2 separate regions of the Canis lupus genome follow, and region 2 is linked to region 1. A link is a contact called in public Hi-C data. All regions are on one chromosome and are shown on one strand. The core of a region is the stretch at or near the end of the contact, and the rest is flanking DNA. Distances in the headings are between cores, read along the strand shown. Region 1 holds the start of FH (fumarate hydratase, mitochondrial). Region 2 holds the start of EXO1 (exonuclease 1).

The links. A called contact is a pair of places that touch in the nucleus more often than the background predicts.
Region 2: a contact with region 1 is called in a Hi-C map of blood, with 2.1 times the contacts expected there. The contact joins the promoter of EXO1 here to the promoter of FH in region 1. A contact is called at or near these places in 2 of 9 Hi-C or Micro-C datasets (both in blood).

The regions. Positions count from the first base shown.
Region 1 is chr7:32,856,598-32,864,439 of UU_Cfam_GSD_1.0, forward strand. FH (fumarate hydratase, mitochondrial) reads right to left here and starts at 4,639. Exons shown (of 10, transcript XM_038542675.1): 1 at 4,471-4,639. The coding sequence starts at 4,596. It overlaps LOC106559037 (a long non-coding RNA gene), which reads left to right and starts at 4,432. Exons shown (of 3, transcript XR_005362175.1): 1 at 4,432-5,120; 2 at 5,389-5,484.
Region 2 is chr7:33,167,340-33,175,181 of UU_Cfam_GSD_1.0, forward strand. It overlaps EXO1 (exonuclease 1), which reads left to right and starts at 5,018. Exons shown (of 14, transcript XM_038542688.1): 1 at 5,018-5,149; 2 at 5,502-5,945; 3 at 6,874-7,047. The coding sequence starts at 6,887.

The DNA.
Region 1 (7,842 bases), core at 3,389-5,888:
GAAATAGAAAAGCATGTAGGTAGAAATACAGTAGTATTACCAATGAGGTCCTTTTTTTTTCTATGTCTAAAAAAGTCTGCAGAGGACTGGCCTAAGCCAAAATGAAGCAGCAGCTAATAATCACACTTCAGCATTTATTGTGCTATGTAACAAATTCCAAGTATCACCTTATTTGACTTTCACAACCACTCTAGGAGATTTTACTATTATCATCTCCACCTTAGAGGAAACACTGAGGATAAAGGAGATTAATAATCTCAGGAGATCACTCAGTTAGTAAGAGGAAGGGCCTGAAACTCTCAAACCCTGGACTGTCCACATCCAAAAGCTGTTCAGATTACTATTTTTTGGTTACCACTTCCATAAGCCAAGAAATGGAGGGAGTAACTCCAGACTGGCCACAACCAGCCCCTGAGTTGTACCCCAAACCTTGAAGAAGAAAGGAAGTCTGAAGATGCGTAGTTAGATTTCTCTCTAGTAGAGCTTGGTTACACTTACACCACTGTATACCTACTTGCTTCCTACCCTGTAGACCAAAAGCACCTGGGGTTCTGTATCTCAAATGCACAAATAAAAATATTTTGTATTATGATCTTTGTTTTAGATAGCGTAGGAAATATCCATGTATGTTAAAGTATACTTCGGCCCAATAACACCAGCAATGACAGCAGTGGCACTGGACACGTGAGGCAGGTTTTCTTCCTCTCATCAACAAGATGCCAACTCCAAAGGGAGATCAGTTTCAATTAGTCACTTGTGAAATCAGGTTCAACTCCTTAGATTTACATCATCACTTTCTGTATTCAAAAGTATTAAACTGTCATCATAAAACAGCAATAACTTTGTCCCCTAACCAACTGGTTTCTATGGTAAAACTCAGATCCATTCAAAGTTACTTGAAAAGATCTAGATGAATATATTTTACTATGTTTGTTTTTCAGCTTAAACCTTAACAATTTTTAAATTCCAAATCAGGAAACAAATCAAATTCTAGGACCTTGACAGTAATCATTAAAAAAAGTACAGAAGTCAATTGTGGCTGAAATCACAATCTCAGCAAAAACTTCAAAAAATATGCTTACTGTCCCTATAATAAAAATCAACATTCCAACTTTAAAACAATAAACATTCTCTGCAGCAGCTTAGGTAGGTAATAACTATGGCAAAAAGCCAAAGTTATCCTTTATTTTAAACCCAGGATATATACAGGTTGCATAAACTTGTAGAACAGAAATGGAAGCAGTGCTGTAACACTTTGTAAGGCACCAGGAATTAGAGAAAAGCTATGTCAGAGGTGGTTATGCTTATGTAGATGCTTATGCATCTGTTAGATAAGTGCATATATGTATGGACAGAGGAACGAACCAGGTAACTTTGCCAAATCTCTAAATGTTCTTTTCAAAAACCTACAGAAACCAAATCCCTTTAAGTGTTCTTTACAGTAACCTACAGAAAAAACCCTTATACAGTGATCTGGTACATATAAAAACACATGCTTATATGAACAAAAGGCTGAAAGAAAAGTTTCATGAGACAGTATGAATATTTTCTGTTCTATGCCAATCTATCCTTTCAAAATAATAATAATGTTCGTAACTACCCACTACATAACGAGTCCACCTGAGGTCTGAAAAGCACTTGTGTGGTTTTCAAAATCTTTCACATTATCATGTACATTAACTCTTCCAGTGGCTTGGGCAAGAAGAGGAGGGACACTCATCCTGAATTAATGGGAAAATGATCAGTGCTTCTGATGAAAAATGAAATGATGAATGGTATCTCTTACTGTAAGTTTTTAATTCGTACAATATAAACCACTGTTACAAAAAAAACTAGTGTTTTTGAAAACCATGCTTTTATATGCCACAATCCAAAAAGGGTTTCTAGCCAAAGTCAGTGTATCACTTCAGGTTAACAGAGTTTAACCCACTAGACATAGGGCAGGCACAAAGTGTGACTTCCCATGGGTCCCTGTGAGATTCATGCTCATTTATTTAAAATCACCTCCTCAGGGCACCTGGGTGGCTCAGATGGTTAAGCATCTGCCTTCCACTCAGGTCACGATCTAAGGGTCCTGGGATTGAGCCCCGCCTCAGGCTCTCTGTTCAGTGGGGAGTTTACTTCTCCCTCTGCCTTTCCTCTCTCCTCTCCACTCATGTTCTCTCTCAAATGAATAAATAAAATCTCAAAAAAAAAAAAAAATCGCCTCCCCTTCTCGAGGAGCATGTGTGGGATAATGGTTATGTTCACTGCAGTCTTATTGCCATTAGGTCCTAGAAATACCAAGTACTACTGTTAGCAGCCACTAACCCCAGGAACCTCAGAAATTGATGAGGCAGTCTCAAAATCTGTACGCCCTTCTAGACCAGAAAGGTAAAAAAATACAGACCTTGAGCCTCTACGATGTCCCCCATGTACATTCATGTGTAAGATAACCATTAACTGAACCATGGCATCTCCTAAAAAAATAAGATGCCTTTCAGATTCTCAGTTTAAAGTGGGTTAAAAGAATATTTCAGTGCTTAAGAAGATCCAAATCATTTCTCACATAAAAGGACTACCTCAAGAGATAAAAATCCAAAATATGACATCATTGTGTTCAGGTTTTCAGTTTCTTTCTGTAAAAGTCTGGTCTTAAAGTGTAGGGTGACCATCAAGTCTTCCAGTACTGACAAATATATAATAAATGTTTTATTGATATTACACTGCAAAATAGAATATCATCTAGATTTCCAGACTTTAGAGCCACCTGCGCATCATTAAGGAAATAAAGAAAAGTGAATTTAAAAGATGTAGGGCTTCCCTATCTGCCATGCTAGCAAGGCAGTATCATAGCTACACTATTACAGCTGTTCTCCATTAGTTTCTCACTCTCAACTGCACTATTTCTCCTGGATCCTTTTTATCATATTGTAACTAACTGTGCATCATCTGTTTGCTTATTTAATCTCCACCCTCCCCCACCCTCCTAGCCTCTAAACTCTTTCCCGTAGTTACTTTTTCAGCTGGCCCACCCAATACTTAGAAAGCATTCAATAAATATGTTATCTTCCTGTTAGATAAACATTTGTTAGATAAAAGGTAACTTAGGGCATTTAGGGTCATGTAAATTCTCAATAGTAGCAATAAGAAAAACTTTTAATAAAGTCAACACAAAGATTTTGGAGCTGAGCTTAGATAGCAGAAGATATATTTAGAATTAGGGGGGAAAAAATCTATTTTCATTTGATCTTAGCTAACACCACAACAGGAAAAGCAAGGTAGTGCTCTTTTTTTTTGAACATTTAGAGCAGGGCAGATTCCCCAGTCTCCGATTCCCTTTCACAAAGCACTAAATTAGTAAAAAAAAAAAAGAAAGAAAAAAAAAAACATAAATTTTTAAAAGGCTCTAACATGCACTAAAACTATTACAGAAGGGCACTGCATGAGCATCAAGTACCCCTCGTTTTGTAGTGTCGGCATAGTCATGCCATGAAATTATCTTGAAGTTTACTTATAGTTCAGAAATAACTTGAGCCTTTGAAATACACTAGATGGAGGCATTAATGAGCGCTCACTACTTGGCAATCACAAAGTACTTTCGCAGGAGCAATCCTGCTGAGGGCCTGTTCTCATTTGCATTTTACATGTGGAAACCGAGTCACAAAGACAAGTTGCCCCAAATCCCAACCGTGAGTAGGATTTGAAACCCCATCTCTGACTGCAAAGCCCACACGACAGCCCAGTGGTCTGTGCAGAACTGTTCACTTTTCCTCAACTATCGTTTATTTTCCAAACTCTTCCTAACAACACGCGTGCGTGCGTTAAGTGTTGAAAATGCTCGTTAAAAGCCCAAGTTACTGAAGGCGACGCTCGGTAAAGAGCCAAAAGACTCGAACTGGACTTTGAAATTCCTTAGGCCTTTCCGAATACAAAGTACTGATTTAGCTACAGCCACATCCTATCCAATGTCCCCCGCCTACACGTTCCAAGTTTTACAAAAGGGGGGGGGAAACCACAGTCAGCCTAACGGACGAAATGCAATTTCACGAAAAGCAGTCTTTTAAGCTCCTAAGAACTTCCAGCCCGCCCCGCCCGGAGGCCCGAGAGCAGCTCGCCGCACCCGGGTGAAGAGAAGCTGCAGGTCGGAGGACGGCCGGCTGCACCCGGCCTGCTAAGGGGCAGGGGCTGCAGCGGTCCTCGCCCCCCCCCCCCCCGCACGGACCCCAGGGCGGCGCCAGGTGGGGGGCGTCAGGGTGGGGGCCGCCGCACCCGCAGGGGTGCAGCACAAGGCGCGGCTGCGGCCCGCCTCCTCGCCCGGACGGCCCCGGCCCCCCGGAGCTCGCTCGGGGCGGAGGCGGCGCCGCGTGGCCCGGAAGCCCGCCCTCCGCCGGGACGCCCCGGGAACCCGTCCCGCCCGCCCCGCCGGCCGGCGAGCGCAGGACTGAAGGTCACCGCCGGGAGGCCGGGGCTCTGGCGGCCCGCGCTCACCATTCGAGCGGCGTCCGGGGGCCGCAGCAGAAGCACGGCCGCCTCTCCGAGGCCGGGGGCGGAGGCTGAGCCTGGAGCCCGCACCAGGCGACGCGAGCGCGCGAGGAGCCGCACAGCGCGATACATGGTGCAGCGGGAGCCTGGGTAGAATTTGGGGGGGGTTGAGGCCACGCCCCCTCCGCGCGGGCTGTCAGAACCCGTCCCTCCCACGGCGCCTCGCTCTTATCCAATCAACAGCCTCAAACCCGGGGGTGGGGCGGGACCAATCGTGAATGGCCAGTAAGGAGTGAGGAGGGCGGGCTTAACTTCCCTGTCGTAGAGCGGAGCCTGGAAGCCCTGGGATTCATGGGAAACTAGTGCGAAGGGCATTCTGGGGAGGGAGGTTCTTCCGCAGAGTCGGACGCCGGGATGCCGCGGGAGGCGGGAGGGCGGGAACGTTAGCGGATGAACGAGACTGAATCAGGGCTTGGTCAAGGACCTATCCTAGAAAGGAGCGTTCATGTATCACGGAATCACTCATTCCGTGTTGGACTCTTTTAAAGGCTTCTTCCAGATTACATCTTCCATTCAGAAATTGTGGAAATCGAAGCAAAGCAGAGACAGTCCAATAATTGCCCATGATGCCCGACACCTAAGAAAGTCATTCTGAGGTCTCTGCAATTTGCTTTCTCTTCTAAACGGGCGCGCTCAAGAAGTGTTTAAAGGGTTAGTGAGGAAGATGTCCATAATTATAGGTGATTGAGGAATTTTTGTTATTTACATTTATGTTCTCCAAGATTTTTTTTTTTTTGCATTGGTAATATTTACATATTCACATCAAAGGCCTATTGTTTTAGTAGGATAGGTATGACAGAAAAGCACGAGCTGATACTAAATTGCATCTGAAACACAGTTTATCTCTTCTTCTCCTGTCCATAGCTTGAAACCAGATGGCAGTTGACCATGAAAGGGAACCATTGGATGATGTCCAGGAGTCCAACGTCCAGGACTTAGGAGAGTTAGTCAACCCTCTGGGTAACGCTGCTTATGTTATTTGTGGCTTATGAATTTCACTCCTATATTTAAAATATGAAGAATTGAATGAGTAAGCATGATCGTTGAACTACAATCAGAACTCCCAAGGCCTCACCTGAACTCTTCATATCTTTGTCAACCAATGATTTAGAAATTACCAGAATACGTGATGAAAAGGTGAGCCCCGCAGCTATGTAGAAGTTAGAGCGTCAGAATAAAAGAAATCCAGAAGCAAAAGATAACACAGTGGGTTTAGGAACCAGTGAACCACCTATTCCCACATACTTAGGTGTCCCACCATTAACAGGCAAACAATACAAAGTTTAGGGTGAAGATAGTAGTACTGGTGTTGTCATCAGTTTGACAGAAACTACAGGAACATTTACTAACGATCACTATCACTTCCTAGGAAATGCTAACATTTTGATGCTTTGCTCCACATCCCTTGTAAAAGAAAAGAGAGAACAAATTACTGATACTGGAGAGGCATTTTCTTCCCATCATCCCAGAAACTATCATTATCTTGCTACATATCCTTTCGGTTCACCTGTGTATTTTTTGCTTTGCATATTGATCTGCAAAAACGATGGTTTTAAAAATTTAAAGTTTTGCTCTTCTATAACCGAACTGTTTTTGAGATCTATCCATGATCTTTTTAACTTAATAGTATTCCTATCACATGAATTTAGCACATTTTCTTTTTTCTTTTTTTTTTAAGATTTTATTTATTTATTCATGATAGACACAGAGAGAGAGAGAGAGAGAGAGAGACAGGCAGAGGAAGAAGCAGGCTCCATGCAGGGAGCCGGATGCAGGACTCAATCCCAGGTCTCCAGGATCACACCCTGGGCCAAAGGCAGGCACTAAACCGCTGAGCCACCCAGGGATCCCCAATTTAGCACACTTTCTTTAAAAAAATTTTTACTGAGTATTCTGTCGCATAAATATTAAACATTTTATTTATACAATTTCTCAAGAGTATTTTTTGCTGTTATACACAATGCTCAGTGAACGTAAGTTTATGGTTTCTTCATGGGTCATGAAGTGACATCACTTCCTGGAGTGACATCACTCTGTACTCCTATCGTTGCTTATTATTTTAACCTCTTTTATCAATAATGATATTTCTATGCCACCTAGTTATTATCTGCTTGATGTATGTTTCTCGTTTTATTTTGGATAGTTTTCTTTCATTTTTACTTTGAGCATATCTCCTGTTTTCACCACAGTTTAATGTTTTTAAATCCAAATTGCTAGACTTTAAATAAATGGTCTATTGTAATCCCTTTCAATAAACACCTATTGATATGTGTTACAATCCAGAAAATTTTCTCTTTTTTATTATTTTTTTTAATTTTTATTTATTTATGATAGTCACAGAGAGAGAGAGAGAGAGGCAGAGACACAGGCAGAGGAGAAGCAGGCTCCATGCACTGGGAGCCCGACGTGGGATTCGATCCCGGGTCTCCAGGAGCACGCCCTGGGCCAAAGGCAGGCACCAAACCGCTGTGCCACCCAGGGATCCCAGCTGTTCCTCTTAATCCCTGGAAATATTGCATATTGGTTTTATTGAACTCTTAAAAATAATTTTAAAAAGGTAACTGGTTGTTCTAGATACTTTTTAAATTTCCTATGACTTCTAGTAAGCTTATTTCTCAGAGTAGAGAAAAGGCAATCATCACTTGGGAGTTTTTTGGGGAAGGAGCTCAGCTCCTCTTCCAATGACAATTTGAATTTTTGAGAAATGGAATTATGGCTTCATATATCAACTTTTTTTTAATGTGCTTCTTTGGTTCATATCTTGTTATTTTCATTTCATTCATTTTGTTCATATATATGGGTGTGTTTCCCAATTTCCTGACTTGAAATCTAGTTCAGAGTTTCTGTAAGTGTGGGATATATACCATTCTTGGTACCTTGGTGATTGTAGGTGGGCCAGGAATGCAACATTAATTAATATTGATTATTATCCTATTTTTTAATTTTCTTCTAGCCCTACCCATTTAGTAAGAAAGAGTCTTTTTTTTTTTTGGTGCAAGTGTATATTTTATACTTCTCGAACACTTGTTAATATCCTTTTGTAAAAGTAGAGGGAAAGTCTTTGGTGAAATTTAATTTGTAGGTATAGAATTTAGCTACAATTTCTTTTTTCTTTTTTTTTTATTAAAGGTTTTACTTATTTATTTAAAGAGAGAGATTGCATGAGCCTATAAGCAGAGGAGGAGCAGGGAGAGAGAGAAAGGATAGAGAGAGAATCTCAAGGAGACTCTGCACTCAGCATGGAGCCCAATATAGGACTCAGTCCCACAACCCTGAGATCATAACCTAAGCCAAAACCAAGAGTCGGACACTTAACTG
Region 2 (7,842 bases), core at 3,768-6,267, 310 kb after region 1:
AAACTTAATTGGGTCTGTATTATTATTTGCTACATCTTGGGGCAAAGTCAATTAAAATAGAGAGCATGAGAAGTGCTAGGGCAAATGAGTCATCACAGGGTGTTTGGGTACATGTCAGGGAAAACTTCAGAAAGCTGGCAGCATGCTACCAGTCTCCAGCTAAGAACACCGTATGGGCCGTACCACTTATGGCAGAACTTAATAATACACCATCATGATTTGCTCTTTAACTTTTTAATGAATACATGTTTTGTCTAGATCCAAGCTGCTTGAGGTCAGGAGCCATTTCTTCGTCTTGCCCATACCACCTAGTATGACAGGCACAAAAACTAAAAAAGATTCTATTCAGTGAAACATAACTGGTGTTTTCTAAAAGTTTCAGGCTTCAAATGTAGCCAAGAAACCAGTCTGACACTTGGGAATCAAATTAGCAGTAAAGGTACAGGCAACCTCTATGCTCACTTCAGGATGGATGCAATGTAGCTGGGCATCTTTCTGATGTTTGGCTTCCTTCCTAAGACCCACAAGTGTGGCATATTTTTGGTTGGATCTGATATACTGAAGCCGTTACCACAGCTGGGCAGTCCAATGACTGTAAGGACATTTTTCTACAAACACACTCCATTCACACTTAAGTTCCTCTTTGCCCTATTGTGGTTAGGAACTGTCCCTAGCCTTCCCCTTAAGTTGACTAGTTATTATCATTCCTGCTCATCCCTGGGCCCGGAACGCACTCTGTGGTCTGGTCTAACTAGAGTACTTTACAAATTTTTTACCACAGCATTTCTAAGGGAAGAGGACAGATACAAGGTCTAGAGCATCATGAAGACAGGAAGCCTCACCCCACTGACCAGCAGAGTCCAATATGTCTTTAAGGTTTCTGCACCATAAGGCTCATTTTCATGATTATTTGATTACAAAGCCCACTCCACCCCGTTTAGGTCAAAGATGAACGAAGCTGGACACTAGGTAGAGCGGTAACGACAGTTTTCAACAGCAATACGCTATCGCAGCGGGGAACAACAGTCCAGCTCTTTGATTTGCCCTGAGGTGGGGCAGGGGTATTTTTATTTTTATTTTTTAAAAGACTTTATTTATTCATGAGAGAGAGAGAGAGAGAGAGAGAGAGAGAGGCAGAGACACAGGAGGAGGGAGAAGCAGGCTCCATGCAGGGAACGCGACGTGGGACTCCATCTGGGGTCTCCAGGATCACACTCTAGGCCAAAGGCAGGCGCTAAACCACTGAGCCACCCAGGGATCCCCCGGGATGCTTGTTTTAAAGGAAGAATGAAGGAGCAAGAGGGACGAATGAGGGCTCAGCAGAGTCAGGGGGTGCACGTGACAAAAACTGAGAACAGAGAGTAAGTGTACCTGGGAGACTGAACTGGCGCTGGTGGAAGTCAGGCTCCTGGCCTCCCACAGACACTGGGAGACACATGGACACCCTGCCTTCAGATGTCCTGCCATCAGATGCTCTGCCATTGGATGCCCTGCCATTGGACGCCTACACATCGAACTTTCTGCCATTGGATGCCCAGCCATAGGACATCCTGCCATCAGACGCCCCTGCCATTGGACCCCCTGCCATCAGTCACCCTGCCATCGGACCTCCTGCCATCGGACCCCTGCCATCGGACACACTGCCATCGGACCCCTGCCATCGGACCCCCTGCCATCAGTCACCCTGCCATCGGACCTCTGCCATCGGACCCCTGCCATCGGACCTCCTGCCATCGGACCCCCTGCCATCAGTCACCCTGCCATCGGACCCCCTGCCATCGGACCCCCTGCCATCAGTCACCCTGCCATCGGACCTCTGCCATCGGACCTCCTGCCATCGGACCCCTGCCATCGGACCTCCTGCCATCGGACCTCCTGCCATCGGACCCTTGCCATCGGACCCCTGCCATCGGACCTCCCGCCATCGGACCTCCCGCCATCGGACCTCCCGCCATCGGACCCCCTGCCATCAGTCACCCTGCCATCGGACCTCCTGCCATCGGACCCCTGCCATCGGACCTCCTGCCATCGGACCTCCCGCCATCGGACCCCTGCCATCGGACCTCCCGCCATCGGACCTCCCGCCATCGGACCTCCAGCCATCGGACCCCTACCATCGGACCTCCCGCCATCGGACGTCCCGCCATCGGACGTCCCGCCATCGGACCCCTGCCATCGGACCTCCTGCCATCGGACCCCTGCCATCGGACCCTTGCCATCGGACCCCTGCCATCGGACCTCCCGCCATCGGACCTCCCGCCATCGGACCTCCCGCCATCGGACCCCCTGCCATCAGTCACCCTGCCATCGGACCTCCTGCCATCGGACCCCTGCCATCGGACCTCCTGCCATCGGACCTCCTGCCATCGGACCCCTGCCATCGGACCTCCCGCCATCGGACCTCCAGCCATCGGACCCCTACCATCGGACCTCCCGCCATCAGACCTCCCGCCATCGGACCTCCCGCCATCGGACGTCCCGCCATCGGACCCCTGCCATCGGACCCCTGCCATCGGACCTCCTGCCATCGGACCCCCTGCCATCAGTCACCCTGCCATCGGACCTCCTGCCATCGGACCCCTGCCATCGGACCTCCTGCCATCGGACCTCCTGCCATCGGACCCCTGCCATCGGACCTCCCGCCATCGGACCTCCCGCCATCGGACCTCCAGCCATCGGACCCCTACCATCGGACCTCCCGCCATCGGACCTCCCGCCATCGGACCTCCCGCCATCGGACGTCCCGCCATCGGACCCCTGCCATCGGACCCCTGCCATCGGACCTCCTGCCATCGGACCCCTGCCATCGGACCCCTGCCATCGGACCTCCTGCCATCGGACCTCCTGCCATCAGTCACCCTGCCATCGGACCTCCTGCCATCGGACCCCTGCCATCGGACCTCCCGCCATCGGACCTCCCGCCATCGGACCTCCCGCCATCGGACCCCTACCATCGGACCTCCCGCCATCGGACCTCCCGCCATCGGACGTCCCGCCATCGGACCCCTGCCATCGGACCCCTGCCATCGGACCTCCTGCCATCGGACCTCCTGCCATCAGTCACCCTGCCATCGGACCTCCTGCCATCGGACGTCCTGCCATCGGACCTCCTGCCATCGGACCCCTGCCATCGGACCTCCTGCCATCGGACCCCTGCCATCGGACCTCCTGCCATCGGACCTCCTGCCATCAGTCACCCTGCCATCGGACCTCCTGCCATCGGACGTCCTGCCATCGGACCCCTGCCATCGGACCCCTGCCATCGGACCTCCTGCCATCGGACCCCTGCCATCGGACCCCTGCCATCGGACCTCCTGCCATCGGACCTCCTGCCATCAGTCACCCTGCCATCGGACCTCCTGCCATCGGACCCCTGCCATCGGACCTCCCGCCATCGGACCTCCCGCCATCGGACCTCCCGCCATCGGACCCCTACCATCGGACCTCCCGCCATCGGACCTCCCGCCATCGGACGTCCCGCCATCGGACCCCTGCCATCGGACCCCTGCCATCGGACCTCCTGCCATCGGACCTCCTGCCATCAGTCACCCTGCCATCGGACCTCCTGCCATCGGACGTCCTGCCATCGGACCTCCTGCCATCGGACCCCTGCCATCGGACCTCCTGCCATCGGACCTCCTGCCATCAGTCACCCTGCCATCGGACCTCCTGCCATCGGACCCCTGCCATCGGACCTCCTGCCATCGGACCTCCCGCCATCGGACCTCCCGCCATCGGACCTCCCGCCATCGGACCTCCCGCCATCGGACCCCTGCCATCGGACCCCTGCCATCGGATCTCCTGCCATCGGACCCCTGCCATCGGACCTCCTGCCATCGGACCTCCTGCCATCAGTCACCCTGCCATCGGACCCCTGCCATCGGACCTCCCGCCATCGGACCTCCTGCCATCGGACCTCCTGCCATCGGACCCCTGCCATCGGACCTCCTGCCATCGGACCTCCCGCCATCGGACCTCCCGCCATCGGACCTCCCGCCATCGGACCTCCCGCCATCGGACCCCTGCCATCGGACCCCTGCCATCGGATCTCCTGCCATCGGACCTCCTGCCATCGGACCCCTGCCATCGGACCTCCTGCCATCGGACCTCCTGCCATCAGTCACCCTGCCATCGGACCTCCTGCCATCGGACGTCCTGCCATCGGACCTCCTGCCATCGGACCCCTGCCATCGGACCTCCTGCCATCGGACCCCTGCCATCGGACCTCCTGCCATCGGACCTCCTGCCATCAGTCACCCTGCCATCGGACCCCTGCCATCGGACCTCCCGCCATCGGACCTCCTGCCATCGGACCTCCTGCCATCGGACGGTGGCTGGAACACACCGGTAATTGTCGCAGCCCTGCGGCTGCTCAGGCGGCACTTTAAAGGGGATGTGCCTTGAGCTGTGAGAAACTGCGTTAGTCTTGCTCAAGCGTTTATAAGCCAAATATGAGGCCCCATAAGAGCAGGGCCCACGGCCCTGGGGGTGAGTGCGGTCCCGGAGCGGCTGTCCCTTCCCAGTGCAATACCAGCCGCTCCTCTCTCCCCGCGCTAGGGCTACAGGACGCGTCCCGTGGGTATAGAACTCGACGCCTCTTCTATTTCCCTGGAGCCCGCCGCGAGGAAGAGCCTTGGGGTCAACTGCCCCTCGCAGTGACTAAGGGACGAACTTGCAGCAGCGATCTTTCGGGTGTTAAAAAACCCCACGCAAACACGCGAGGGCGCTCCTAAAGCCGCCGCAGCCCGGACCTGAGGCCGGCGATCGGCGGGGAACTACAACTCCCAGCAGCCCCCGCGGGAGCGAAACTACCGACTTCTGGGAACCGTTTCCTGTGGGCCAGCTGCTCCAGGTCCGCCCGCGCCTTCGGAAGGCCGCACAGTATGCCGGCAGGTCCGGAAGGCCGGGCCCCCCCACACCCCGCCCCGCCCGCCAGAAGGGGTCGCAGGCCGCGGCAGCCGGGGGTCCCGCGAGGAGCGGCGCCCAGGTCCGGAAGCGGAGGCCGCGAGCAGCCGAGCCGGCGTCGCCGAGGAGCGCTCTGGCGTCACTTCCGCTGGGGCGGGACCTCAGGCTCCCGCGCAAATTAAAAAGTCCTCGGTGCGCGCAGCTCCCCGGCTCCCGGTGTTCTGCCTCGGGTGCGCCGGGCCAGGTGAGTTGGGGGCGTCGGGGGCAGGTTTCGGAGCTTCCCCCCGGCCGCCTGCTCTGGGGCGGATGGGGAGAGCCCTTCCCGGGGAGGGAGCGGAGCGGGCTGTGTGTGGGCCCAGGGCGGCGTCCTCTCGGGACTCGGGTGGTCCGGGACCGGGAGGAGGGTGTCGGGCCGCGTCTCTGAGCCGCGCGGCCGCCGAGTCCCGAGCGCTGATCGCTCAGCAGGCCGGGCTGGGCTGCGCTGGGTGCAGGGGAGGGGGTCGCCGGTGCGCGGGCTCCCGCCCCGGCTAGCAGCCCGGTTTTCACAGCAGCCTCCCGAGTCTTGAAGGACAGTGAATTTTCTTCTTGATGTGCAGGCGGGAAAAAAGCGTGTCTCCAGGGACGGGCTTGCGGACCACCCGTGCACAGCCGGGGACCGGAGCGAAGCGGTGAGGCCGCGTGTGCTTGCAGCTCCCGTGCGGCCAGTGGGCGCACTGACATGATGCCCGCCCAGCGCTGGCGCCGGCCCATTCATTCTGCGCAGAAGAGGAGACGTCTATGCGGGCGCGTTTACTTAGCTTAGAAGAGACATACGCGTCTCCTAAACGTGTACTACATCGGTTTCCCTCAAAGGGGAAGAAAACTCTTTTTAGAGGCGTTGTCGGAGAGGTAGGAGGCTGATTGTTATTCCCAAACCGTGGCTCGGGTAACGCGGGCATCCAAATTACCTGCCGTATTTAAGAGTCCGAATCCTCCACCGGGCTCCACAACTGGCGACTGCACCGCTGACCCAGAGCTCAGAGCTTTGATACTGTATCAAGGTGAGGCTGACTTCTGACCTGTTCTTTCTGACGTGCCCCCCAAACTTAACGTCTGCTGGAAGAGGTCTATATCATGAAATGCCCAACAGCTGTTGGGCCCCATTGCTTTTCCCTTTTATCTTGAGGAGTGGGGGTGAGTGCTACAGCTGACCCTTGAACAACTGGGATCAGAACTGTGAGAGTTCACTGTTAGGTGGATTTTTTTTTTTTTTTCCCATCAATGCAGTACAGTACTGTAAATGTATTTTCCTGGTGGTTTTCTTAATACAGTTTTCTTCTCTCTAGCTTACTTTGAGAATGCAGTATATAATACATATACAAAATATGTCTTAACTGAATTTATGTGATTGGTAAGTCTTCTCAGCAGTAGGCTATTAGTAGTTAAGTTTTGGGAGAGTCAAAAATATGTGGATTTTCGACTGGGTAGGGGTGAGAGCAAATACCCCTCCCCACCCTCCTTGTTCAAGAGTCAATTGTAGTTGCTTCAGAAAGGTCTGAGCCAGCTTCAGAATTTCTGTATAGGAGGAACTTAGGGACTTCTTCCTAAATGGAAGAGGGTAGATCTAACAATGCCTTTTTGGAGAGCTAGACATTCATGTTCCTTTAGCACTTCCTGTGTGCATAGTAGTGTGTTAACGGCTTGGAACACACATTATGGTTCCAGGTGGGAAAGCACTTTGGAAAGAATAAACGTTAAGGAATTGTCAAGTGGCAGAATTAGTGATTAGCATAAATATTCCAGACTGGGAATTCTTGGCAAGGAGGAGCCCGGTTAAAGTAGTAAAGAGCAGGGATTCTCAAATATCTAAGCAATAACAGTTGCTATACCCATTTCCAGGCTCTGTTTCTTACTTTTCTAAACCTTTTGGGTAAATATATTTTGTTCCTAAATATTGCTGTTTTTCCTTTCTCCTCTCACGTCACATAGTTAACTTGGCAGTATGGGAATACATGGATTACTGCAATTTATCAAAGAAGCTTCTGAGCCCATCCACGTGCGGAAGTATAAAGGACAGGTAGTAGCTGTGGATACATATTGCTGGCTTCACAAAGGAGCTATTGCTTGTGCTGAAAAACTAGCCAGAGGTGAACCTACTGACAAGTAAGTTTGGACCTTGTATTAATTCTTTGCCAACTGAGAATCAGACTTGTATTGCCTTTTTTTCCAGAAAGGGATCATTTTCATTCAATGCCAGGTTTACCAAGAAGTGAGACTGAGAACACTGCCAAATCAGGAAAAGACTTCATTCTGTGATGTAGTATCAAGGCACCAGGAGACAAAAACCAAAGACTGTGTCCTTTATTCTTTACCTAAAAAACTTTTTAACTGCGTTCTGAAAATCCATTTTAGACTCCCACGTTCTTGGGTACAGACAACACACTGCTGAGCCCTGTTTGCGGAACAAAGCAGTTGCTTCAAAGGGACAAGGTGTTCTGACTACTGTTTACTTTACTTGGGGCCCAGAGTGGTGGGCCTTGCTGATATCCAGTCATAACTGCAACCTCATTGGAGACGTGTTCAATGGACTAATATCTTCTCTATTTTTTACATGGAAACATTACAAAAAGAAACAAGTATAATTTCAGAATGGAGATTTTCCAGAGTGACTTGATCACCATTAATGAATTTTCTTTTTTGCAATATGTAATTTATGTCCTAGAGGGAAGACACCTGGATCTTGATATGACTTGGTTAATCACAATGAACAATGGGTAAAATGTGTTAATGCTGTTTGTTTCCTGGAGGAAAGGGGGAAAGTATTGAATGGTGAAAATTTTGGGCTTTCAGTCTTATGAAGTTAATGTGATCAAAAGTGACCTCGAATATAGTATGTGTGGGATCTGAAGGAACTGGGAAACTGGGACACTGCTACCACTGCATCTGCTGGGAATTTTT